Regions from separate parts of the Rattus norvegicus genome. Here all the other regions are linked to region 3. The links are chromatin contacts, called in public Hi-C maps. All regions are on one chromosome and are shown on one strand. The core of a region is the stretch at or near the end of the contact, and the rest is flanking DNA. Distances in the headings are between cores, read along the strand shown.

The links. Hi-C and Micro-C count contacts between places; a contact is called where the count stands out from the background.
Region 1: a Hi-C map of liver shows a contact between it and region 3, with 2.3 times the contacts expected there. The contact joins the promoter of Sox5 here to the enhancer-like site in region 3. A contact is called at or near these places in 3 of 12 Hi-C or Micro-C datasets (Schwann cells and liver).
Region 2: a Hi-C map of liver shows a contact between it and region 3, with 4 times the contacts expected there. The contact joins two enhancer-like sites. A contact is called at or near these places in 2 of 12 Hi-C or Micro-C datasets (kidney and liver).

What each region holds. Positions count from the first base shown.
Region 1 is chr4:178,888,010-178,892,285 of GRCr8, forward strand. Sox5 (SRY-box transcription factor 5) reads right to left here and starts at 2,440. Exons shown (of 15, transcript NM_001271267.2): 1 at 2,276-2,440. The coding sequence starts at 2,313.
Region 2 is chr4:178,921,886-178,925,910 of GRCr8, forward strand. It overlaps a transcript of Sox5 not described here. Among named protein-coding and RNA genes, the nearest start is that of Sox5, 33 kb to the left of the region's middle. Within about 2 kb of position 2,571, at least 2 of the 93 cell types and tissues checked have an H3K27ac peak or open chromatin away from gene starts, as enhancers often do. A contact at or near this core is called in liver, where this site is marked.
Region 3 is chr4:178,992,003-178,996,618 of GRCr8, forward strand. It overlaps LOC120102510 (a long non-coding RNA gene), which reads left to right. Exons shown (of 3, transcript XR_005504192.2): 1 at 1-191; 2 at 2,294-2,384. It also overlaps a transcript of Sox5 not described here. Among named protein-coding and RNA genes, the nearest start is that of Sox5, 100 kb to the left of the region's middle. Within about 2 kb of position 1,744, at least 4 of the 93 cell types and tissues checked have an H3K27ac peak or open chromatin away from gene starts, as enhancers often do. A contact at or near this core is called in Schwann cells and liver, where this site is marked.

The sequences.
Region 1 (4,276 bases), core at 1,190-3,689, 100 kb before region 3:
TGCAAATGACTGAGAAGGGGAAAAAAGCAAGCCTCATCCCGGTCATTTATATATGTTAGCACCGTTATCTAGTCTCCCTTTACAGAGTGTCAGCAGTCCATGCTGCATTTCTCTGTATGATCTATCTGTGTAAGTGACAATAGACAAGTGGGGAGAGGCAGTGGTGACAAACTGTCATGATTTGCTGGGATTTGGGTAAGTACTGTCAATTTCAACCTCACGGTAAATTATTAAAAATGTTATACTGTGTGACATTCTTCAAAATTATTTTAACTACTACTTTTACGCAGAGGATGCACATCTGAACAAACTAGTTGATTGTCCCTGGCTTATTCAATTATCCAGCTGAAAATGTATGCCCCTGGATAACTCAGAAAGAGCATAAAAAGCTCACCAGAAGGAGAAACAAAACAATGTTAGGAGATCTGAGCACTAGAGAATTAAAGGGAAAAGTTTGGCTTAAAAAGAGATGACTGAAAAAATACAAATAAAGTTCCCAGCAGGCAGCTTGCTTATATGGAGAAATAGGCTGTGCCTGTTAATATGTAACTGCCTCTTTATAAGAACATTCAGCTAACAGGTTACAAATCAGAGTGTTATTTGCAAATAATAATAACAATAATAAAATAATAATAATATAATTGCAATTAAGAAAAAATACCATTGATACGTTCCTCTGCACATGTTGGGAAACTGGTTCTGATCAATTAACAGATCGCTACATTAGACAATAATATGTTTCACTGTGAACAACTTCCATATCCACAGAGGAACGATACTATGTTTGTAGAGGAAAACTAACTAGTTAGAAGAGTTACTATGCAGTGCTTCGGAAAAATCAATTCGAAACTGTCCCAATAGAGCCACCTTCTTCGTTAAGGGGCGAGGGAGACGGAGAAAGGCAGTGTTACAACACACACACATTACACATTTTACTTTCTTTCCTGGTCACACAGTGGCTTCTCTAAAATGTGACCACATCCCTAGGCTTCTTTTCCTCTCCACACTTTCTCTCTTCCGTGGCTTCAGTTCTAAAATGTTTTAATCTTTGTCCTTTCTTTTTTCGTCTTTTCATATCAAATTCAGGCATTTGAGTGATGAACAGCTTGACTTAGCATATTTTTAACCAGCTGGTCTAGCACCTAGCTTGCCTTGCATAGTCAGATACAACAAATGTTTACACAGAAGGTATAGCTTGCATGAAAATGGAAAACGCCTGGGTATCTTGCATCCCGGCTTTTTTTAGCTTTTTTTTTTTTTTTAAATTCACCATACAGAATACGAAGTTTGAGTTCTTTTTAATGGCAAACAAAAATCTATTTATAGTTCAAAAAATGAACTTGCACGAGGATAAGAACTCAAAGTTAAAAATTGTAATGTATAATTACAGGGACACGGGGAGGGCTAAAATTCTTTAAAAGCCCCCCCTCCCCACGTTACTTGCAGCAACATCAAATGGAAGGGAACTGCACGGACCTCTAAATAGGAACAACTAATTAAAGATACACTTAACTCCCTCCATCAGAGCACAGCGGAAAGTGTAGTTTATCAAAATTCAGTTAAGACAGCAAAAACAAAAGTAGCCTCTAAACTTAAAAAGGGAGGGGGGTGCCTTGTTTGCTCCCTTCTTCCCCTCTTCAGACACATCGAGAATCATCTGCTGATATTTAACTGTGATGTTAAATTTTCTTTGGGGAAAAAAAACCACAACAGCAGGGCTCTCTCCCATATCAACAAAAGGTCCTGCCTTTCGGAGCAGTTTCCAAAGTTTAACAGAAGGATCAAACAGGAATTTAACAGCCTCTGCTTTAACCACCACAGCCTAAGCCTTGTGTCACTTCGGAAATTACAGGAGACAGAGATCCCTGAATATGCTAGCAGTCTACAAAAGGTGTGCGGGGGATCAATGAAAGCAGAAATTGGGAGCCTAACCGAGGAAGGGAGCAGCAGCAAAGGGGGTGGGGGGGAGGAGAGAGAGAGAGAGAGAGAGAGAGAGAGAGAGAGAGATGCTTAATGTTCATTTAATTTCCTGCCTGTGATCCGACGCAACCTAAAAACATTAGCAGTAAGCTCGGAGGAGACTTTGCAAATCAGTTCAATTTGGTCCGGGCAACCACAACAGAAATCAGCTCCCAAGGCTGCAGAGACCGGAGCTCAGAGCTGCTTTAACACACAGTCTGGGGGAGGCATCTTCCAGGGGATTCACGGACTACTGCGAAATGAAGAGTTTGCACTTCAGTATATTAGGGGGGGAAAAAAACCAAACAGTACTCACCTTTCAAACTCCTGAGGTAAATCAGGGTCAGTAAGCATGCTGGAAAAGCACAATTTCCCTTTGTCACAGCGGCCACCTATGATCGGCTCCAACTGAACCTGTCAAGTCAGTCCAAACCTTCTAAACCAATGGATTCTCTTTCTGTCTCTTCTCACTCTCTCTCTCCCCCTCTCCCTTTCTCCCTCTCCCCCTTCCCCTCCTCTCTCTCTCTCTCTCTCTCTCTCTCTCTCTCTCTCTCTCTCTCTCTCTCTCTCTCTCTCCTAGGACTCCTTGACCATTCTCTTAAAGGGGTAGTACACTTCCAACAGCGGTCTGGCTACTCCCCCTCTGCACAGCGGCACACTCCGACTACTAGGCACTAGACAACCTCCGGGCGTCCGTCCCTTCCTCCTAATTCTGTCTCCTGGACATCACTGAATGGTAGAAGTCAACTAGTCTCCCATGCTCTCTCCCTCCTCTAAATAATAAAAGTCACACACACACACACACACACACACACACACACACACACACACACACATGCACGCACACCACTGCCACCAGTATCATTGTGCAAAACACATTCGGGGCTGATTAAAAAATAACTTTGTAATAACGGAGCCCCGATCAAACTGTGAGTATTAACTAATTAAGCAAAATGATTACACTTCAGTCACAGCATTTTTACACAAAGAATTGTTTTTCCTCAACCACCAACCCCCACACACACACTCTCTCTCTCTAAACGCACACGGAAACACACAGGCATGGGGGTGCTCGTGCGCGCGCACGCACACACACATACACACACACACTCACTCACTCACTCACATACAACAATCAGGCATTGTTCTAAGGGAAGAAAAGCAACTTTGACAGATTGAAATATAGCAGAGGCCCCTTCAAGGAAACCTGTAAACAGGCTGTCACTCACTCTGCTGGGCTCAGTGCTAGCTCCCGCTTTCCACAAAGTGCTCTGGATGTCCTGGCAACCCAGGCAAAGTTTCTGTAGCTTCAAACTCCAGAAACCAGGCGTGGAGGAGAGCAGGTATCTGCATGCCAGGCACAGCATGCAGGCGCTCGGGGAAATCTCAAACCCCAAACCAGAAGATGGCCTGACCAGTCCACTGTCCTGCTCCCCAGGACCTGGGAGCTAGGGCTGAAAAAAGCGGGTGTGCCCCCCCCCAGCCCTGGGGCTCTTTAATTTCCTCTGTCCAGGCAAGGACAGATAAGCTGGGCAAACTCTGGTTCTCCAAATCCTAAGCTGGCTGGCAAGGCACAGCCTCTATAGCAGTTCCAATTATCTAGATAAAAATCTGGCAGGCGAGGAAGGTAATCAGGTACCTTTGACATGGAATGACAGAGGCACCTACTCGGGCACAAGGGGATGGTGGCTGTCCCAGTGCACAGCAGCATCTGGCTACGGAGTAAGCACACGCTCACCGACACGAGATAGTGCGCTTTCTACACACAGTCACTCACACACATGCTCTCCACTCCTACTGGGAGGGTTCATTGTGCACAGAAGGCTACATTACAGAGCCCGCCCCAATAAGGGAGAGAGAGGGAAAAAAAGCCTTCCATTGTTGAGAGGGCAGGTCAGTTGATTAGATTTTCTGTGGAGAATTCCACGAGGAAATTCCCTTCAAAGCCGAAGTGATTAACTGGGGGCTACTCTGGAAATGGGAGAGACAATGGCTCAATAGTCCGCACACCCAATGTCCAGGCTGGCACTGAACTCACTTAAAAAAAATAAAAATAAAAGCCAGACTCTCTGTGCTTTTCCACAGGCTCCCCCCCTACCCCACCAACCCCCTCCACTCCTCCTACCTTCCCCCTCCCGGTCCCTTTTATTTCGCAGCTGGATAACATTAAGGGCCTTTAAAACCACAAGGGTTGACCCCACAGCAGTTTGATTAGGTCCCACTTTTTTTTTATCCTGGCGACAGGCAGACAGTAAGTTTACTTTTTCAGACGTACACAATGACACACCATACACGTATTCCGAGGGGGAAAATCTCC
Region 2 (4,025 bases), core at 1,321-3,820, 69 kb before region 3:
GTCCTCAGCTCCGAAAAAAAGAAAAAGAAAAAAAAAAGAAGTAGTAGCAAAATGAGTGAAGATGGGTAGATGGATAGATGGACAGATGAATGAATGGATAGATGAACGAATTAATAAAGTCTTATTGGTTCAACAAAGAATCACCTTTAACCATCACTATGCTGTTACCATGGCCTTTTATGGAAACTCTAAGGAGTGATTTTATTTTTCAAAGAAAAAAAATTAAGTAAAATTTTTAAAACAAAAAAGAAACACAGACTCCAGTGTGACCCACGGAAGAGGAAAGTCACACACACACAAGATAACAACAGCAGCATCTGCCACATCAACAACCAAATGGCCAATAGCAAGAGTTCTCAAGATGGAGAGCGGCAAAGGTTCAGAAGCCAGGGTGACTGTCACAGGTCATCAAATCGCCCAGGTTCTAAACAAAGCCGCCAAGGCACACACAGATTCGGAAAACTGTAAGGAGCCTAAGAAAACGATGTCAGGAGACAGCATCTCTGAGAGGCCCCCCAACTTCACCGCGGACAGGACAGACCGCTGAGCTCATTGCTCCAAGGATGGTTAGAAATGAAAAGAAGATCTGTTTTAATAATGAAAGTAGACAGTACAAGATGGCGCTTTAGCATGTCACTAAAACAATGAAGAGTGGGCAACCAAACAACATTTCTACAGTTGGGAAAATATATTTAAAAACCCACATAAAATTTGGCTACAGGGGTATCAAAGGATCCACAAGTGACTGCAAGAAAAGTTGAGATTTATGAAAATGGAGTAGGAAAGAGTCTCATCTTCAGCAAAGGGAGGGAGATGAGGAACTGGAAGTGGAGAATGAAGCCTTTGAAGGTTTCGAGAAATTACCTGATGCCACATGACACCCACAAAGTGGCTTTCTGGGACAGAGATGAGGCATATAGTAATGACTGTAAGAGTTCTATAAACCACTCTAATTTAATGATGAGCATTAATTATGTGGTGTAGAAACACAATCAATATTAACAGAAGGTAGTTAAAAATGCAGGACCTATATTATGTAGAGGATAGATAAGACATACGCATCTCATGGGTGTGTGAGAGAGGAATAAATAACGGGCAAGCCCCAGTACCTCGAAGATACAATTAATTAACCACCCAGTTAATAATAAGTCAATGAGCTGGAGAAAACAGCTGCAGCTCTAATTCCAGCTACACGGGACGCTGAGGCAGGAGACTCAGAAGTACAAGGCCTTCCAAGGATACACTAATTTCAGAGTCATGCACTCTGTGAAACTCTCACAAAATTTAAAAGGCGGCTTTGGCATTTGGTGATATTTCAATAGCAGAGTGAGAGAGATAGAGAGAGAATGCTTTGTGCACATTTGTTCTTCTCAAATGAGTGAAAGTCCAGTGAGGGGGATATGGAGAGATGGCTCAGTGGTTAAGAGGACTTGCTGCTCTTCCAAGGGACCTGAGTGCATTTCCTAGGTTGGGTTGCTTACAACTGCCTGTAACTGTTAACTCCAGCTTAAAGGAATCCAATCCCCTCTTCTGGTCTCCATAGGTACTGCAGACATCGCATCACAATACGCGCACGTGCACACACACCATGAGATGATATATATGTTGTCGGTCTCACTCATTTGCTTCAAGGCCATTATTAAGGTAACTACTCACCGAACAAAAGAAAAACACACAAAAATCAACGGAGGGAAGGACATGCCAAGTCAGACAAAACATGGGTAGACAGCCAATGGGAAAAGTTTCACTGGATTTTTTTTAAGATTTGAAATCATACCAAAAATAGCATTTTTTGGTCAGTATAGGTTTAAATTGGAAACCAGAAACATAAGAGGACAAGTAACATGTCAACTGGTAACTGGAAATAGAGACACAGTTCTAACTAACCTGTTGATCAATAAAAAAAAAAATAACAGAAAATTAAGAAATCCTGTGAGCTAAAAGAAAAGGAACCATGTTAAAAAATGCATACGCTGCAGGTAAAGCCGTGCTGAAGGGAGAATTATAGCAGTAACTGCTTATCGCGCAGAAGTATAAAGATATTGAGATTTGAAGGCTGCACTTTCCACCATGGAAAATAGAAAAGGAATGGCGAAATAAAGCAAACCAATGACAGGAAAACAGGAAAGACAAGAGTGAGAAGCAGTAAACCAGAATAGAAAACAAGAGGAAAAAAATCAATACAAGCAAGGTTGGCTCTGAAAAATGATCAATAAAATTGACAAACCCACAGCTAGACCAACGGGGCGGAGGGAGGGACAGAGATTAAGAATGAAAGCGAAAACTGACCATTAGTGACCCGACAGAAACTCAAGAGTTACAAAGGCAGTCATGGAAAACTACAAAGGCCAACCAAGACCCTAGTGTCTGTCTGTCTGTCTCTGTCTCTGTCTCTGTCTCTGTCTCTCTCTGTCTCTCTCTCTGTCTCTCTCTCTCTGTCTCTCTCTCTCTGTCTCTCTCTCTCTCTCTCTCTCTCTCTCACACACACACACACACACACACACACTGCCCGAATAAGACATGGAAAACACTAATGAACCCTGTCTTTGTTTGCTCTCTGCTGCTCTGACAAATACTGACCGAAAGGAACTTGGGGGAGAAAAGGTTTATTTCAGCTTTAAGTAGTACTCCACCATTGAGGCAAGTCAGGGCAAGGATTCAAGACAGGAACCTGGAGGCAGGAACTGTAGAAGAGGCCATGGGGGGAACATTGTGAACTGGATGCTCTCATGCCTTGCTCAGCTTGCTGTCTTATACACTCCAAGACCACCTGCCCAGGGAATGGCGCCACCCACAGTGGACTAGGCCCTCCTGTACCAACCTTCAATCAAGAAAACACATCATACTTTTGCCTATAGGTAATCTGGTGGAGGCAATCTCAGATGGCTCCAGTTTATGTCAAGGAAACCTCCATCGTCTTTAAAACTTATAGTTTGTGATTTAAAGTATAGCAAGACAAAGCCCACCCCCTGCCCCCAGGTCACTGGTAAATTATGTAGTTTAGAGGATGAAATCAAGTCTCCTTCCACATGCTGGCATTACAGGTGAGTTCCATTCGGCTGTTTTCCTCATTTTAGCTCACTAAAAATCCATTATTAATCTACAGAAGTGCTCAGCAATGGTGGCTGAGAACCTGAGAACTATTTTTTGAATGTAGGACTTGTACCAGGGACATGGCTACCACAGTGACCAATGCAACTTGAAATTGCCATCTGAGGAAGTCCACTGAAAGGAAGAGACCATAAACATGAGAGACTCTGTCACTGATTTTGTTTAGTTTTATGGCAAGCGTCAACTTCTAGGCACTGGATTCCAGAATGCTTTTTCCTCTGGGAGTAGGGGACCCACAAAAAATTCTATAATTCAAGTACTCAAATCTTCTACCTGCATGTGGAATTGTTTTAGTAGATGCTCATTTTAGACCTGTTCTGTGGCTAGTTTTCTGACAGGCTGTATACTGGCCCATTGATGTCAAAGGCCTTTGTAGTAATCATTCATAGGAAACATATCTTGATGGGAGAAACCCTAGGTAAAGGCTGCAAGTTCCTTCACAGGAAGAGAGATAACCTGTGGATTGGTCTAGAACAATCTCTATTCTGTTCCTTACCTCATCATCAGTGGTTAACATCAAGTGTCTTAATGTTGGAAGTTTTGTTTACTCTGAAAATGTTTGGGCAAAGATCTTCTGACAGAAGGGGACCAACAAGTGGATAGAAAGTCCCTGCGGGGCTCCTGATGGTCACTCTTAGGGACAAAGGGGGAATTCTCATTTTTTTAATCAGGATCATACAACAGCAGGAATATTAAAGCAGGAGACTGTCTAGAGAAACATCCCCGTTACATACAGGGTGATAAATAGTTAATGGTCAAGATGGACAGGTGAGGAGATGATGCCTGGGAATGTTCAGGACAAAGCTCACTTCATTGTCCTCCTTATAGAGTCCATCAGAGTCTGCACCCAGCACACATGTGCTTGGGCTCTGTGTGGGGGAGAGGGGAGTGACATCACCCTGAGCACCATTTCC
Region 3 (4,616 bases), core at 494-2,993:
CTGTGAAAGGAAGCGAGGGTATGTTTGACGTGGCGAGATGCTTTCGTCATAGAACTAAAGTCCAAGAGTTGCTTTAGGGAGGACCCAGCCAGGCCCCGCCTTTTAAAGATAGAGCAGTGCCTTGACGTCTGCCTGAGAAAGTGGCTTGCCCAGCCACAGTTCCCCTGAGGGAAGGACTGGCTACTGTGGCGGTAAGAGACTGAGTTAACTGTTAGCTCATGACTGTAACTCTTAACAACCCTACAACTCTTCATTTAAGAACTTAAATCTAGTTGTGAAATTGAAATAATTTAAGCTATTTTTTCACAGTTCTGGGTGACAAAAATATTGATGTTTCTTTAAAAATATATTCTTACTACATGAAAGGAACATTGATTTTGTCCACGAGGCTGCATCAGTTATCTCTAATACTTCAATGACAAAGAAACAAGTATTTTTTCCATCTTCATTTTAAGTCATTAATTAAAATCACCATTCCTTTGGATCACATGTATACATTGATGTATGTGTATGTTCATGCATGTGTATCTGTATGACTATCTCCTACCTCACATATATACATGTTTGTATATGCTTGTACATGTATGTATGTGTATGTATCTGTATGACTATTCCCTACCTCACATGTATACACATATGTATGTGCATATACATGTGTGTATCTGTATGACTACCTCCTACCTCACATGTATATACATATGTATGTGCATGTACATGTGTGTGTATCTGTATGTCTATCTCCTACCTCACATATATACATGTATGTATGTTTATGTACATGCATGTATCTGTCTGTCTGTCTGTCTCCTAGCTACCCAGCTGTCTAGTGAGGAAGATTGACCATTCATGCTATTAATGATTTACGTGGTAAAGTATAATCGAACCAGTTAACCCTTTGTTTTGGGGTATCCACTTTTAATACTTTAATAGTATATCTTGACAATAATCTGTACCTTAATAAATTATTAAGCAATTATAACACAGCAGCCTTTCGGCACCATTATTCCACGATAGAACTAAAAAGCAACTGGGAGATAAACGTTCTGCATTTTCTTGAATGGCATTTATGTCAAGTATGTGGGGCAAACCTCAAATTCATGATAAACTATTTTAACTTCAGGAATAAGTATGTATTATTTTTATGTCCTGTTTTTCCAAAACAAACAAACAAACAAACAAACCAAACAAAACAACACCAAAAGAAACTTTCATCAAAATTTTGATGAAGTTACTGAGAAAGTAAACTAGTGAGTTCCCCAAACTTGTTTTTTTAGAGGATATTGAACACGCAAAATGACATTGCAGTAGCTGAGAGAAAGCAGCTAAGGCCTGGTGCGTTTTAGTCAGAAGTAGCATTAAAATTACCCATAACCAGAACACGTGGCTATCTGGGAACATATTTAGTCTGGATTAATCATCGTATGACTGTCACATTAAGCTCCATAAATAAATGTTTAACTTCTAATCCAAATTGCTTCGTGCTAGCTAAGTGTAACAGTTTTATGTATCTCCCATAATATATAGGACGGTGTTTGTTCAACTTCCTGAATTCCTAGAAATATCATACTTCTTAAACAAATGCGACTGGGGCTAAGTTGCCCTTACTCTCCTTTGTGTGGGTTCTTATGTGCTTCAAGCTCTTTCTCGTGGCATGGAATTTTCTCTTTTTTTGCTAGCACTGGCTTCTATTGTCCTCTGCAAACTTCGCCCAGTACTTTGGACTTTGTTGAGTTTCCCAATGTTTGAAGGTCTGCTGGCTCCCTCTTTGAACCGTCAGTCACTGATGTGGTAAAGCAGTGTCTGCTGCTTTGGGGTGGACCTGTGAATTTTGTAGGTATGTGTCTCCTCAGGTTTCCACGGCTCTTTAGCATGCCATGAACAAATATTTAATAGGCCAACCGCATGGGCCAAAGTCTTTGTCTGCAGCAGCTGATCTATATGTTTATCTTTTTATCTATCATTCTATCATCTGTCTACCTACCTACCCACCCACCCACCCATCTACCCACATATCCACCTACCTACCTACCTACCTACCTACCAACCTACCTACCTGTCTCTGTCTCTGCCTCTCTAAACACAAGTCATGATGTCCCAAGAAATTTTAAACCCCTTTAAAGGAGACTCTCACATGCTGTTTGTACACAAATGTGGATCAGCTCAGATGGCCTCTGGAATTATTAATAGTAATACACCCGTGACTTGTGGCCTTAGTATTTAGGGCATCACAGTAAATTGCAGCGATGAGATAGAGAGAAACAGCACAGTGATCGTTTTTCTCTCTTTACCCCAGCTGATGGAGGAACCTTTGGAAGCAGAGCGGAGCTCACTGGCTTCCCCAGCTCCCTAGAGCTCTCAGTGCCACAGAACGCGCAGTCAGAGAGGTGAGGTCTTTTCATCACTCCTTCCAAAAAAAAAAAAAAAAAACAAAAAAAAAACCAGAAAGCTTAACGTCTGCGAAAAACTGACTTCATTTGATTTACTCTCCAAGACTGTTTTTTATTAAATATGTTTGACTGCTATCTCTAATTAAATGTAGAATTAATTTTGGCAAACTAACCACAGATGCAGTTTATGCTCAGTTTTATCAGACAGATTTATTTATAAGCTGTCAACTTCTTGAAAGACTTCATTTTGGAGCAGTTTTAAATTGCTAACAGTAGCTGTAAATGGGGCTACTGTTCTCTGGAACACTAAAGGAAGAAACGAGCTATAAATGTCCCCTCCATCTGTGAGGAATCATAAAACAATCACATTCCTTTATTTTTTTTTCCTCCGTAGGACCTTTATTAAATTAGTTCAACTCAATTAAAAATAACTTCAAAAACATTTCGGGCCTTTTGTTTCATGGAATAGTTGGAACTCTGGGCACGGAACGCCACCCTTTTAACTAATCCCTTTTACTAAACGGAGGAGAATAGCAGTATTGTGACTTCAGACAGTGCCTTTAAGGGTCTCTACTGTACCGAATTGAGGTCACTGCAAGACAATGCCCAACACCCAGTCTCCATTCAAACATTCTTCACAACTCTATCAAACGTGTCTTTCTTCCCCTTGGCCCGCTTTCTCCCAAGGCAGACTCAGGGGACAATGGAAAGGCCCCCAGCACCATTTATGGTCACCATATTTGCACATGACAAAGTCCATTCTTCCTAGTTTGCTAACACCCCCACCCCCTTCATCCCCTTACAAAGAGTGAACCCTGCCAGAGACTTTCCCACCATTACTGTTATTCAGACATCTTTGGTATTTAATGTGTTGTTGCAGGGCTGGTACCTGATGTCTGAGAAGTTCATTTGCTATTTCGGGGGACTGGGTAACCCGGCAGAGAATTAAATGCAGTCCCACTGTAGCCAGCCTAGGCACAATGGAGCCCAAAGCAGAGAGAAAGGGCACAGTCAGAACCATTACACCTTGTACTAGAGTTAGCATCATCAGGGCCATAAAGCGAACGGTGTAGCCGTGCACCATGGTGCCCCTGCCCCACGAGCGCTGTTTACTTTTGCTTTAGAGTTTTTATCGCCACAGCTAGAAACAAAACAAAATCAATTGCCCGTAAATTTTTCTCACCAGAGTTACCCCACCAAAGGAAAAAAAAAAAGGGAGTTGTACCCAAAGCATCTGCCTCTGAAGAACAAGAAGGAACACACATTTGTAAGCAGTGTCGCTGGGATGAAGATTTTAATTTTAATTAAGAAGGGGATTTGCAGGACAATTAGTGGGATGTGATATTCTCTTCGAGAAACAGTGCCCTGATTGAGAAATGCCATCCAAGTCAGAATGGGGCGCTTGGTGACTTGTTTCTGTGGGTTTCCATAGCTAATGAGAAGAAAAATGGGAAGAAGATAAAAATAGCTCACCTGGAACGCAGAAGCAGATGCGCTCCTCAGTGGTCCTGGGTCCCGACCTTCCCGGTCGTACACTCCATGCAGGTTACTACGAGTATCTGCACCACTGAGATTCGAGCAGGTGATCTGTGTGCCGTTGGTACGCATTCTGTGCTCTCACCCAGTTATTCTAAAACATTAATTACTGGGGCCAGGCCCTATCTTCGATTTTACCAACATCTAATCATATGACTTAATGACTTCACATTAAGCTTTCAGTTGTGTGCAACATGCTCACACACACACACACACACACACACACACACACACACTTAGGCACGCACATTTACGGAACGCCAAGTTTGCACCCGGTGTCTTCCAATCACGTGCAACCGCTGTGGTTCGTGGTCACAGTACTGACCTCCCAAAGTAGCCTAGAATGTTCCGGAAAGATGCACAATCAAAGAACTGCAGCTTCAGTATGGTGTGGAGGGTCATAGATATCGCAACACTGTAACCCTGGGCTTGACCTTAATTCCAAAACACAGGCGCTCAAAACTGTGATAGACACTGGGGAAACGTCTTTTGCTGATCATCCCTTCTCAAACCCAAGAGCACCAGAATAAGTCTTGTGGGGATGAAGGAGGAAGTTACCCTTGGGCCGTGGTCTGGGAGGGAAGTGTCCATGTGCAGGTATAGCATGCAAAAAATCAGAGGGGAAGGGGCTGGGGATTTAGCTCAGTGGTTAGAGCGCTTACCTAGGAAGCGCAAGGCCCTGGGTTCGGTCCC